Regions from separate parts of the Gossypium raimondii genome. Here region 2 is linked to region 1. Evidence: chromatin contacts called from public Hi-C data. All regions are on one chromosome and are shown on one strand. Each heading gives the region's core, a stretch centred on a gene start, on an enhancer-like site or on the middle of the called end of the contact. The rest is flanking DNA. Distances are from core to core; before and after follow the strand shown. Region 1 holds the start of LOC105763715 (cytochrome b5 domain-containing protein RLF). Region 2 holds the start of LOC105763725 (vesicle-associated protein 1-2).

Region 1 (6,347 bases), core at 1,883-4,382:
AGTCATAGCGGACTCTCGATGTAAAGATAGTCCTTGGCAGACTCCTACATGAAAGAAGATCCCTACAGATTTTGGCTTGAGAAAAATAATTTATACGAACTCTTATAGCTTGAACATAAGGACAAGCCTATACGATCTCTTGCTTGAAATATAGTCCATATTGACTTTTGTGAAAGATAGTCTCCTTGAACTCTTAAAACTTGAAATATGAATATAAGATCAGCAAACTGCCATGGTTTGATTCATAAGATAATCTAGCGGACTTCCATACATACGAATTCAGATAGAAAATCCATGAATGCAGACTCATATGTGGTAGACTCATACATGCGGATCCATATAGATATGGATTCTTATATGCAAACTATTTCGTGGACTTCGCATGGTGGAATTCCACGTATAAATTTGTCATGAAGCTTTGAGAATAAGTTCAGCGACTTGTCGTAACTTGAAACATGAGATAAGTCCAGCGGACTGTCTTATCTTGCGTGTGCCCATGGCCATGGAGCTTACTCACATACATGAGGTTTAAGCCTTAGACTCTGCATGGTCTTATACTTGAAAGAATCCACATAAGGTTATCATATACATGCGCGCATATATCTTCATACAATCCAATCGATCATTCACAAAGCCAAATATCATGCGTATACATTCTTCGTACAACCCACCCGAACCTCCGTAAAACCAATTAACATGTGGCATAGAGTGCACAACATGACATTTCATCTTTCATCTGCCATTACATCCCTCCATACTTCACATACCATTCATTTTCATGATTGACATATAGCAAGCATTCAACTAAACATACTGTGAATAACACAACATAGATCATACTAAACATATCTTCTATCGGACCATATTAATGATAACCCCTTCAGTAATTACTTTACCAGTAACAGTTCATCAAAAAAAAACTTATATATTCAACCATACATGCATTTGTAAATCAACACTTTGCATGCTTTAATAGCACAAAAAACATCTCATAATAATTCATCTCCTCATCATTAGCAGAACATGAAATCAAACATACCACAACAACACAGTACTGATATACATAAAAAACACTGAGGATTTGAGTTCAGAAACTCACCAACAAAATACCTAAAAGCTAATACCGACTAGATCTGCTTAATTTTGCCCTTATTGCTTGAGCCTCCTCTTTCTTAGTTACCTAAGCTTGACCATATCAGAATCAAAACAAAGGCATACACATGTAAAGAAAACCATGATTCATTTGCATGCAAAGAAACTTTAAAGGCTAACTATGACCTTAATCATCATAATACAAATTTAATGAATTAATTGAAATCCTTAATTTTCTCCCTCTTTTCCTCAATCAAAATATATAGAAGAGTTAAAAGATTACTAGTTTACTAAATTCTCAATTTCATAAGCTAATATGTTAATTTCTCCCCCCATGCAGATTGCTCATTAACTTGTCTCTCTTACCAAATAACCAAAGAAGAAGATAGAAGAAAGATAATGAATACAAAAATGAGAGACTACTTTAAGGAGAATGACATTCATCTCCTATATAACCTTCTTACACTCATTCACCAAAACTAATTCGTCAGAATTAAAATTAATGTTCCTCGTCATAATGTTTCCCACTAAAAAAATTCAGTTAACAAGATTCACATAATTACACTAAGGTCCTCTTAAACAGAAAGCTTTATAATTAGATATCCAGAATTATTGTTATACTTACTATTTAACGCTTCCAAGTGTGACACTTGGAGATAAAAATAATGAAAATGAAGAGATCTTAGTAAGTTATGTTAATAAAAAATTTGGAACCGAAATGAATAGTTGTTGACAATAGTTTTGCAATGTTGAAAGAATGAAAGGAAATGTGGATCTTGAATAAATTTGTCGATAAATATAGACATGGAATAGATTGACTAAAATAGAAATACACAATTCAAGTAAAATTAAATTGAGGAAGTTTTTGGACCAAGAGTCCATACATCTAAACGTATAAAACTAACGGGATACAAATGAGTAAGTTTTGTGAAAATGAAATAAAAAAATAAGTTTTTGTTAAGTCTTAGCATTGTTTATGAAAATATTTTCTTTTGTGTTGAATGTAATAACTTGTAAATATCTTATTAGTGTGGTAGTTAATGAAAGATTTGATATGCGACTTATGATTGTTGTTATAAATTTTAGATGAATCACTATATAGTAAAGTTTATATTAAAATCCATAAAGGATTTAGAATACTAGAAGCATATATAATTTTTGGAAAATTGTTCAATATGTTTGTGTAAATATTTATATGGTTTAAAATTATTTAAACATATGTGTTTTATAGAAGGATCATAATGAAAGTTTGCTATGATTATTTCTCACTTATGACTTTTAGAAGAATGATGATATAAACATTTATTAAATCTCTTCAAATGATCGTTTGCAAATTTAATATATTCAATATTGAAATATGTAGAATATGTGATATCATGTGATGTTGTCATGAGAAGGAGTAAATACATGTACTATCTTTCATTTAATTGAGGTTTTGTCAATTTTCTTGATAAGACTTTTAATGAGGTAGCATGTTATCCATATTATAGATATGTGTACTCTTTTTTTTACTAAGAATTTTTCCAACATGATTTTATCTTAATAAAATTGTAACGAGGCATGTTATCTATAAATAAACATTTAAGGGGAGTGTTATAAATATTTTATTATTATAAAGTGTATGTCTTTTAGGATAAGAAGCTTGATGTACTTAGGACTTTAATATCCGTTAGGAGCGAATTTGATTTCGTTTACTACTTATATTTATAAATATAAGTTTTAGAGAAGTATTATAAATATTCCTATTGGTGACTAAATACATATTTCTTTTTTGTTCTTTATCATTTTATTTTATAACATTCTTTTATTTCTTTTTAGATTTTAGAACATTAAATTCAAATTTAACATAGTATTATGATCCATAAATAAAAATAAGAATAGTTGGTAAATTTCACATTATAAATAAAAATTTATTAAACATATTGATTAATTTACATTTATTTTGAAATAATGTCTTATTATTCAACTAAGATCTAAATAAAACTTTAATTAAATTTAAAAAAACCCAGACTAAAGCCCATAAACCCTTAGCCCATGCATGCATCTGTGCCCTAGTTTCTTTTCTTTCCAGCGGCGGGTTTTTATTTCCCTCTTTTTCCACCCTCTCGTACTTTTTCTTCTTTTCCAGTGCTTTTCTTCGGATCGGCCACATCTCCTGTGTCCTTAGCCGCGTCGACAAGGGTGTTGCCTTCGTTCGGGCGAGTCCGAGCAACAGATTCTAATATTTTAGTTTGTAATTTGTCCTTATTTCCTTGATTAATGGCATTCTTATATCATCGTTTTCTGAAATCTTTCTGATTTTGAAATTGCAGATGGTCTAAGAGCTGCTGTAATTGTATCACTTGAGAGGAACTGTTGCCTGACTTGATTTTGTAAATCTTAGTCCCCCCTCATAGCATGGACAACAACAGCAATGATGATTTCACCTTTTGTAAGGCAAGTTAAATTCTATAATTTTCATGACCTTAAAGTACATCTTTTCATTTGGTGTATTGACGTAATGTATCAAGAATAAGATGTGTTGTTCTTTTTTACTCCCGATATAAACTTGAGTGCCGGATATTATCATTTTTTTGTAAGAATAGTTAAATATATGGTTTCTGGTTTAGGTTGGGTTACCGACTGATCAAAATGGTGTGGAGGAAAAGAATCTTGCAGCTGATATTGGTGGTATTGCCATTAAAGACGAAACCTCAAACTGCAGCGATAGTAGCAAGAATGGTGGTTTTCCCTGGAAAGATAAACATCCAAATAATGCCACCTTTGTAGATCAGGCTACTGTTGGTTCTTTGACTTTCAATGTTATTGATGCTTCATGTTTGAAATCATCAGGTATTGCCATTAAAGACGATCCTCAAACTGCAGCGATAGTAGTAAGAATGGTGGTTTTCCCTGGAAAGATAAACATCCAAATAATGCTACCTTTGTAGATCAGGCTACTGTTGGTTCTTTGACTTTCAATGTTATTGATGCTTCATGTTTGAAATCATCAGGTGAATCATCAAGACAAGTAGCATCTGTAGATGCGGGTGCTCCAGCAATGAAGTCAGAAAAAGCAAGAAGTTCTACCAGAAAGTCTGCACCTCGGACCAAGGTTCCTTTTGAGAAGGGATATAGTCAAATGGACTGGCTTAAGCTTACTCAAACGCATCCTGACCTTGCAGGTATGATGCGAAACATTTCCTAGGACGTTCCCCTCTCATTTAACTCTTCAAAATGTAATGCCAACTGCATGTTTCTTCTATGTTTCACCAAAAATTGTGTTTCAGGATTGAAAGGGCAGTCAAATAGGAGGCTTGTTTCAATGAGTGAAGTTAAGCAAAATCAAAAAGAAGGTTCCATGTGGACTGTTCTGAAAGGACGTGTCTACAATATATCTCCATACATGAAGTTTCACCCTGGAGGTACGTACGTGGTTTTTCAATTGTGGAAGTTTTAACCTTTGACAGAATGAACACTCTATTCTTTGATAAATCTGTGTTAGATTTATCTGGCCCGAGTAGATAATCTGCAGTTTTCTCTAAGGCATTCTTATTTATTATTTGTTGGAAGTCTATCTTCTATTCTAGTCAGCTTCTAGTTTTTGCAGTATAGGGATATGTGGCATTTATCTGAAGGTTTATCTTCCTATGAACTCTATAATTTGAAAAGAATATTCCTTCTTATTTTTAGTTTTCTGGATTTGGTTTTCAGTGAACGCATCTGATGCAGGAGTGCCATATTAGTTTAATTATTTAAAGTTTGTTTTTCTGTTATTTTATTTGAGTATGGTATTTTATCAGTATAAGACTCTAAGTAGTAAGAGTTCTAGAATAAATACTCTACTGGATCATTTCCATGGGACATTACATGTTGAAGAATATGTGGATTGGGAAGCCATGGTAGAACATTATTTTGAGTGGAAACCCGTGGCTGAACCTAGAAAGCTTCTATTTGTGAAGCTGAAATTAAATGGCGTTGTACTGCAATGGTGGAAGAGAGTATGATCATGTCAAGGACAGCAAAAAATTGGTTCTTGGGTTTACATGAAAGGGAAGATGCAGATACAGTTTCTACCAGCAGCTTATGCTGTTGAACTTTATGGAAAATTTTACTTGCTCAGACAGTTTGATAAGTCTGTTGATCACTACGCTACTGAATTTAGTAATCTGTTTATTAGAGTTGGTTTGAATGAAACTATTGATCAGCTAAGAGCTCGTTATCTTGTGAGTTTGGATTTAAGTATTAGAGATGAACTGGGGATGGTTTGTCTATAATTTAGAAGATGCTCGATGTTATGACTTACAAGCTGAGAAAAGAGTTTTACTCTATGGTGCAAGGAGACCTTTATCTAGTAGGGTAGATGGTGTTTCCAAAGGCAGTTACTGTGGTAAGGAAACTGCTTCTTCTAGCAAGGTCTATGGAGGATTGCAATAGAAACCAACAAATGCAATATAAGGAAGAGTGTGGGGTGGAACATGGTCCAACTTTAGTAAGGGCTAGTTCTTCGTTGCTTTTGAGAAGTGCTCTTGAAAAGTTTGGTTTAAGGTTCAAGTGTTTTGTAATGTTATCAAAAAATGCTTTTGAGAAATAAAAAGTCCATTTTAGATGTAATGTTGTAAAGTAAGAAATATGCATTTAAATGATGTTAAATTTCATTAATATTATGATATTTCTTTAAAAATATAAGAATATGATATTATTAATATTTTGATATATGAAATATAAATTTTACATTTTTTAAGCAATTAATATGAATTGTTTGTAAAATTTAAGTTGAATATATAAACTATATTTTAAATATTAAAAATGATTATTACAAATTCAAATATATAATGTTATGTTTCTGAAATAGATTTTAATAGGAAAATAATTGTATACCAATATAACTATTACATAAGATACATTAGATTATAGATGAGGGTTAAAAATTTTATTTGACTCCAAAAGTGCGTTTTTCAAATGCAAAAGCCAGAATTTCTAGCTTTTGCGTTTGGGTTGAACAGCATTTTAACTTCAAAAGTACCTTGTTCTTTATTGCTTATGGCACCAAAAGTGCTTTGGCTCCAAAAGCACTTTTAGAACCCAATGAAGAACAAGGCCCAAGGCAAGCAGTGGGACTCAAATAAAATGTTTCTAGGGCAAGCAAAAAAGGTCATGCCCTGTCACCACAAGTGAAGCTTTCTTTTTTTCTTGTCCAAGGAGGGGGCTGAACCTATTTGAACATGATGAAGGCGGCAAAGAACTCTCTTATCCCATCTACGATGATCGTAAGG
Region 2 (6,347 bases), core at 2,232-4,731, 250 kb before region 1:
AAAGGTTTGAATTGAATTATTAATTTCTTTAAGGCACCAAAAATGTAATTTCCTATTAAACCAAGAACTAAAAAGACTTAATTTGAATGGTTTGATTTTTAGGTGGAGCTAAAAAATAATTTTTTTAATTTAACCAAGGGACCAATGTCGTTGCCCCTTGCTTTGCCCTCTATTGTTAACTACTCCGACTAAAATATTGGTGTGAATTTTATTCTTCAAAAAAACCATTCTAACTCATCATACTACATTATTTGGACTAATCAATGATATTATAAAAATAAATGATGAAATTATGCAAAATTCAAATATAAGTCAAAGGGACCAAAACCATAATTTTACCATATAATTCCCTCCACTTTAATAATTTCAAAACCAATAAAGTACCATGGAGGCCCTTTATACTAGGAGTCAAATTGTATTTTGTTCTTTTTATTAAAAAATTGGGCAAATTAGACAATGTACGTTAGATTAAAGAACAAACTGATCATTCTATTAAAAGTTCTATCCATTTTTAATGTTAGCATGTGATACTCGTGGCACGCCACATGTAACTGTTTAGTTATTCTATCAATGACGTCAATTTTTAATAGTAAAAACGGATGAAACTTTCAACAAAAAAGACCAATCTATTATTTAATCTGACGTACATGAATTAATTTATCCACAAGGTAAAGCGCACCTTTTGCCTATTTCAAGAATCTAGTTTTTTCTTTTACCTCCTCCATGCTCAAACCTAAAAGACAAAACTATTGAAATTATCTAAATTTCAAAATAACTCAAATTTAAAATATTTCTAACCCAAAAATGAATTGAATTTGACTTTGACTCAAATCGAAATGATTAATATTTTTATAACCAGACTAGTGATCGACTCACTCATACTATTGATTTTCAGTCTAACTGATTGGTCCAGTTTGATTAAACAAATTTTTAAAAAAAAATTTTAAAAAATAAAAATCTCGATTCAAATGATTTTTCAGCCCGGTTCAACTGGTTCATACTAGTTCGCAAGTTAACTGGTGCAACCTCTTTCTCTGGAGCAATGTATTTTCTGGTTCCCAATCCAATCGGTCTGATATCCAATTCAAACAACCTTGGACAGGGGTGAAGAGAGGGGGGAGGTAGGGCAAAATTTATAAAATCCTAAGTTAATATGGTAAAATTATAGTATGCCCCCAAAAATACTAAAATTTCAATTTAATCCTTTTGAAAACCAAAAAATATAATCAATATAAGGGTAAAATTATATTTTAACTCTTACAAAAACATATACTTTAATCTAGGCATCTCCTAAATGAAATTCTGACTTTGCCCCTACTTTAGAACCCGAATTGGCTCAACCCTAAACCAGTTAAACCAAAGCCCAAATAGTTAACCATTTTCATTTGATTAACAATGGTTGGGAATTTGTAGGGTTGGCAAAGATATTGAAGAAATATGACAAGCGAACAGGTGGGTTATTACGGTTGCCCTTCATCCAAAAAGTGCTGAAGCAACCATTTTTCACGACCGATCTCGTTTCAAATCTGGTTAAAGAATGCGAAAACACCATTGATGAAGTATTATTCCCCATTGAAGAAGATAAAGAAGAAACAAAGGAACAAAAAGGAGCAATAATGGTAGCAACAGAGCCAGTGAAAGGGATATTTAGAAACACTGTTGCAGCACTATTAACCATGGAAGAAATTAGAAGAGTGAGCTCTACTAAAGACCATTTCTCTTTGCCTCCTCTTAACTTGTCCCACAGTCATCTCATTCACTCCTTCCAACTCAACTCACCAATCCCCATTCTTTGAGAAACTATGGATTTTGGGTTTTATTTGTAAATTGGTCCCTATATTATACCCTAATTTTCAGAATTGGTCCTTATAGTTTTCTTGTCGGAAAGTGGTCATTAAACTATTAGTTGCATTTTACCCCTCTATTCAAAAAATGGGCAAATTAATTCATGTATGTTAGCTCAAAGAGTAAACTGGTCATTTTATTAAAATTTTTATCAATTTCTACTGTTAAAAGCTAGTCCTTGTACATCAGTATAAGGTACACGTGGCACGCCACGTCTCACTGTTTGGTTATTCTGCCAGTTGCGCCAATTTTTAATAATACAAATAGATGAGTTTTTAACAAAAAATACCAATTTACTCTTTGATCTAATGTATAGGGACCAATTTATACGTTTTTTGAGTAAAGGGAACAAAATACAATATGGTCTATATGATATTATTACCCAATTTTGTCTCATTTTATCTAAAAAGTTTACGAAATCTTGTAAGGATGTGATATGTCATGATTGACTGATATTTTGTTTTAGATAAATTGGGGCAAAATTAATAGTTTATAGTCCACTTTTGACAAAAATAAAAGCTAATCGAAAATTGAGATATAATTTAAGGGCCAAGTTTCAGATAATATATTTTATTTTTACAAATGAGATTGTAATATGATGCAGATTTGATTGAATGACGAAATTGTTAAAATTGATTTAGACTAGGTTCAAACATTGATGTTTCATTTCGCTTGCCCATTTAATGTTTTGTAATATAATTACTTATACCAAAAGTAAATTAAATTTTAATGTGATTTTTTTTTATACATGGCTCTTTTTGATACAATGTTTTACGCATAGTCTCTCCCTTACCCATATATAGAAAGATAATGTGTTTCAGCATACTTAAACCTACGTCTTTTTGTATTGATAACAATACCCGCACTAATCGAGTTAATACTTAATCGTCAATTTTAATGTGATTTCTTTAATGTAATAGAATGAAAAAAAGTTAGCATAAATATATCGATATGCTTATGATAATTAATCAAGGTTTTCTTATATCAATTTTCTCTCTTTGGGGTTAATTGCCATAGAGGTCCTCAAGCATAGTTAGAATTTTAAATTAGTGTTTAAACTTTAGAACCTTCAAGTTTTCAACTTATTGGTATTACATCGATTAGGTTATTTTATCGACCTAACTTTAGTTTGAATGTTAAATGCTAGTTTAGATATAAAGTAGAGTATATTTAAAATGCACTCTTCAAATCTCAAACACATCTATATATTGCATGAACAATTTAGATTTAACGTATTTAATTTAAATTATTCATGCAAACTGCACTAAATGTTTAAATTTTGATACATATATTTTAAAAAAATCTTTTAAATTTAACCTCGTTTTTGTTTCAAGCTTGTGCTTAATTTATTCTACATTTAGTCCATGTTTTCATTTGATCATTTTTGTCTCTATATTTTCTAAAATTTAAAATTTTAATCATTAAATTCATTAACTGGTTCTTTTATGAGTAATATACCGAATAATAGTACATATTTAAAATATATTAGATTATTTTACACAATGAAATGCCATTATAATAATATTTACTACTTGAATGAAATGTTTTATAGTAGTATCAATAGGCAATATGTTATTTTTGGTTCATAAACTTGATAAATAAGTTCACATATAATTTTCATAACCACAGTAATAAATAGAACCGGACACAACAAGTCAAACCTCACTGTCCCACGCTTCTTGCTTTTCACCTCTCTCTCGAAGACCGCTCACCGTTGTCTTAATCTCCACCTCTAATCCTCTCACGCCGTAGACCCAAACCCTCCGCCAATAGTTCATATCTCCGGCGACCCTCTCACTAAGATGACCACCGGCGAACTTCTCAGCATCGATCCTCAAGAGCTTCAATTTCCCTGTAAGCATCTTTCAAAGCTTTACAAAATTAACTTTTTTTGTTGCTTTACAGATCCATATCTTCATCGTTTCCACTGCTTTTTTCGAAAATTTTAACAATTTTTGTTCTTGAATTTAGTTGACTTGAAAAAGCAGATTTCATGTTCTTTAAATCTGTCCAACAAGACCAACAATTATGTGGCTTTTAAGGTAAAATTAAGCTATTTCTTAAATCTCCTGTGAGTAAATTAATATGGGATTTTGCTGTAAATAAGATTATCTGGTTTTATATTCGATTTATTAAACTTAATTTTTGATCATATATGTATTGTTTTTTGTTTATGTAAATACATAATTCTATATATAGATATATATATAAATTCTGGAGTTTGTGAATTATTTGTTTTACTCAATAATTTTATAATAAAGTAGGATTGCTAGTGTTATTTGTTTTGAAACATGCGTACCAATTCGAAAATTGCTAGTAAAAGTATTATAGAGTATATACTATGAGTCAGATCGAATTTTGCTTTCTTTACTCGGAAAATGGGCAAATTAGTTCTTGTACGACGTATAAAGAGCAAACTGGTCTTTCTATTCAAAATTTCATTCATTTCTATTGTTAAAAACATTGACGTGATTGATGGAATAACCATGCCACGTGTACCTCATGGTTATATACACAGTTCGGTTTTTAATAGTAAAAATGGATGGAACTTTTAATAGGAATAATTTGCTCTTTGATCTAAAGTACAAGGACTAATTTGCTCATTTTTTGAGTGAAGGGAGCAAAATGTAACCTGACTCCTAGTACAAGGGCCTCCATGAATCTTTTACCGAAAATCTCTATGGAGCTAGCGATTTATGGTAACAAAGCTTTTTTATGTATGTTGTTTTCCAGGTCAAAACGACAAACCCAAGGAAATACTGTGTAAAGCCTAACAATGGAGTTGTTCTGCCTTGGTCTACATGGAACGTTACAGGTCTCTCTCTCACAAAACTCGAACTTATATATAATTACTTGTTGTTAATCATGTATCATCTTCAAATCTTGAAATCATAGTTTAATTGGTTAATTTATGGAATCAGTTATGATGCAGGCTCAAAAGGAAGCACCCCCTGATATGCAATGCAAAGATAAGTTTTTACTCGACCAGATTTGATTTTAAGTTTGGGTTTTTTGTTTTCTAACTGTTTGCTTTTCGGTCTAGTTTAATAAAGAATCCGGACATCATGTTGAGGAGTGTAAATTGAGGGTTGCTTACGTAGCACCTCCTCGACCTCCTTCACCTGTTAAAGAAGGATCCGAAGAAGGCTCTTCACCTCGGGCTTCCGTTTCAGACAATGGTAGCTACAACAGTGCAGATTTGGCATCTGTGAGTATTCCTTGTCTCTATGTTTGACATCGAATCATGTTTTGAGCTTACTGATTCCGAGTGGCTGTTGTAAGTTGTAGTCTATTTGGTTGGCCATATCTTCTTTGGAGATAGATTAGGTGTCGCTTAGTCGCTTCTAATGAAAACTACTTCGTATTGGGCTTGTGTTTGCTGACTTTACATAGTGGTTTAAAGAGCAATTTTAACATACCCTGTTAATGCCATAACGACACTTTTGTCGTTGTTATAAACTTATATGTAGTGAGAGTGGTTCCGTATTAACAAGTGAATTATCTTCACGTATTAGCTTCCCTATAGCAAGGATGAACATGAATATCACTTAGATAGTGATATTACCCAGACCTTTTCTCATTCCATTTTCTTGTCGTGTGTTTAGATCGGTTCTTAGGACTATCTAGGAGCATAAAAATATGAACGCTGTCAAGAAGGATAGGAATGAACGTTGTCTCCTTTCTTTTCATACGAAGAGAAGTGTCCCACTATGCCGGACAATCCTTTAGTAGTCACTGAAATTTCTCATCTAAAAGGTGGTTCCGACTTCTATTACTTCCTTGCATGATTTAACCACGAGGTGGTACGATGTCAGGAGTACTAGACTCCTATATTAGGGTACACTCACGTAGGCAAACAACCTGCTCTGAAAACCTATAGAAGTTTGTTTCATTTAAGATGAACACTAATGTCAGGTACACGTTTAAGATTCAACCTTTGGTCTTTTCTTTTCGAATGCACTTGATGTGAGAAATAAGCATGGATCTAACATAGCCCTGCGTTAAACATGGCACTATCACCTTGTCGGATAACAAATGCTGGTATTCTTTTAGGATAAACTACACTAGTAGTCACCCAACAATTAGTAAATTTCTTTTCTGATCACCCAACTATAAAAAGTTACAAAATGGCCATTCAATTATTAGTTTCTTTTTTGGTCACCTAACTACTCAATTTTATCTTTTTTTAATCACCAGCTAGCAGCTTTTAAAATTGGCATAATAGCAACTTTAACTCTCAACATTTATAAATTATGTCAATTTAGTCTTGATTTTTGAAAAAAATTAATTCTTAACATTTACACATTTTGTATATATATATATATATTTGCAGTTTTGCTTTTCTTTTTGACATTGAGGGTTAATTTAAAAGAAAATAAAAGACAAAAATTCTGGATTTTTGGGTGTTATTATTGTTATTATTATTTGCATATTTTTAATTAAATTTAGTAATAAATTTTAGTTTTTTAGGTGAAAGGGGTCGTAAAGAAAAGTAAAATTGG

Evidence for each region. Hi-C and Micro-C count contacts between places; a contact is called where the count stands out from the background.
Region 2: a contact with region 1 is called in a Hi-C map of leaf, with 2.4 times the contacts expected there. The contact joins the promoter of LOC105763725 here to the promoter of LOC105763715 in region 1. A contact is called at or near these places in 2 of 2 Hi-C or Micro-C datasets (both in leaf).

Annotation. Positions count from the first base shown.
Region 1 is chr12:33,594,766-33,601,112 of ASM2569854v1, reverse strand. LOC105763715 (cytochrome b5 domain-containing protein RLF) reads left to right here and starts at 3,132. Exons shown (of 7, transcript XM_012582042.2): 1 at 3,132-3,290; 2 at 3,405-3,528; 3 at 3,702-3,924; 4 at 4,086-4,256; 5 at 4,362-4,496. The coding sequence starts at 3,490.
Region 2 is chr12:33,841,981-33,848,327 of ASM2569854v1, reverse strand. It overlaps LOC105763725 (vesicle-associated protein 1-2), which reads left to right and starts at 3,481. Exons shown (of 6, transcript XM_012582051.2): 1 at 3,481-3,699; 2 at 3,817-3,887; 3 at 4,579-4,660; 4 at 4,767-5,053. The coding sequence starts at 3,648. LOC105762129 (SPX domain-containing protein 3-like) reads left to right here and starts at 1,043. Exons shown (of 2, transcript XM_012580037.1): 1 at 1,043-1,070; 2 at 1,414-1,796. The coding sequence starts at 1,043. The coding sequence ends at 1,796.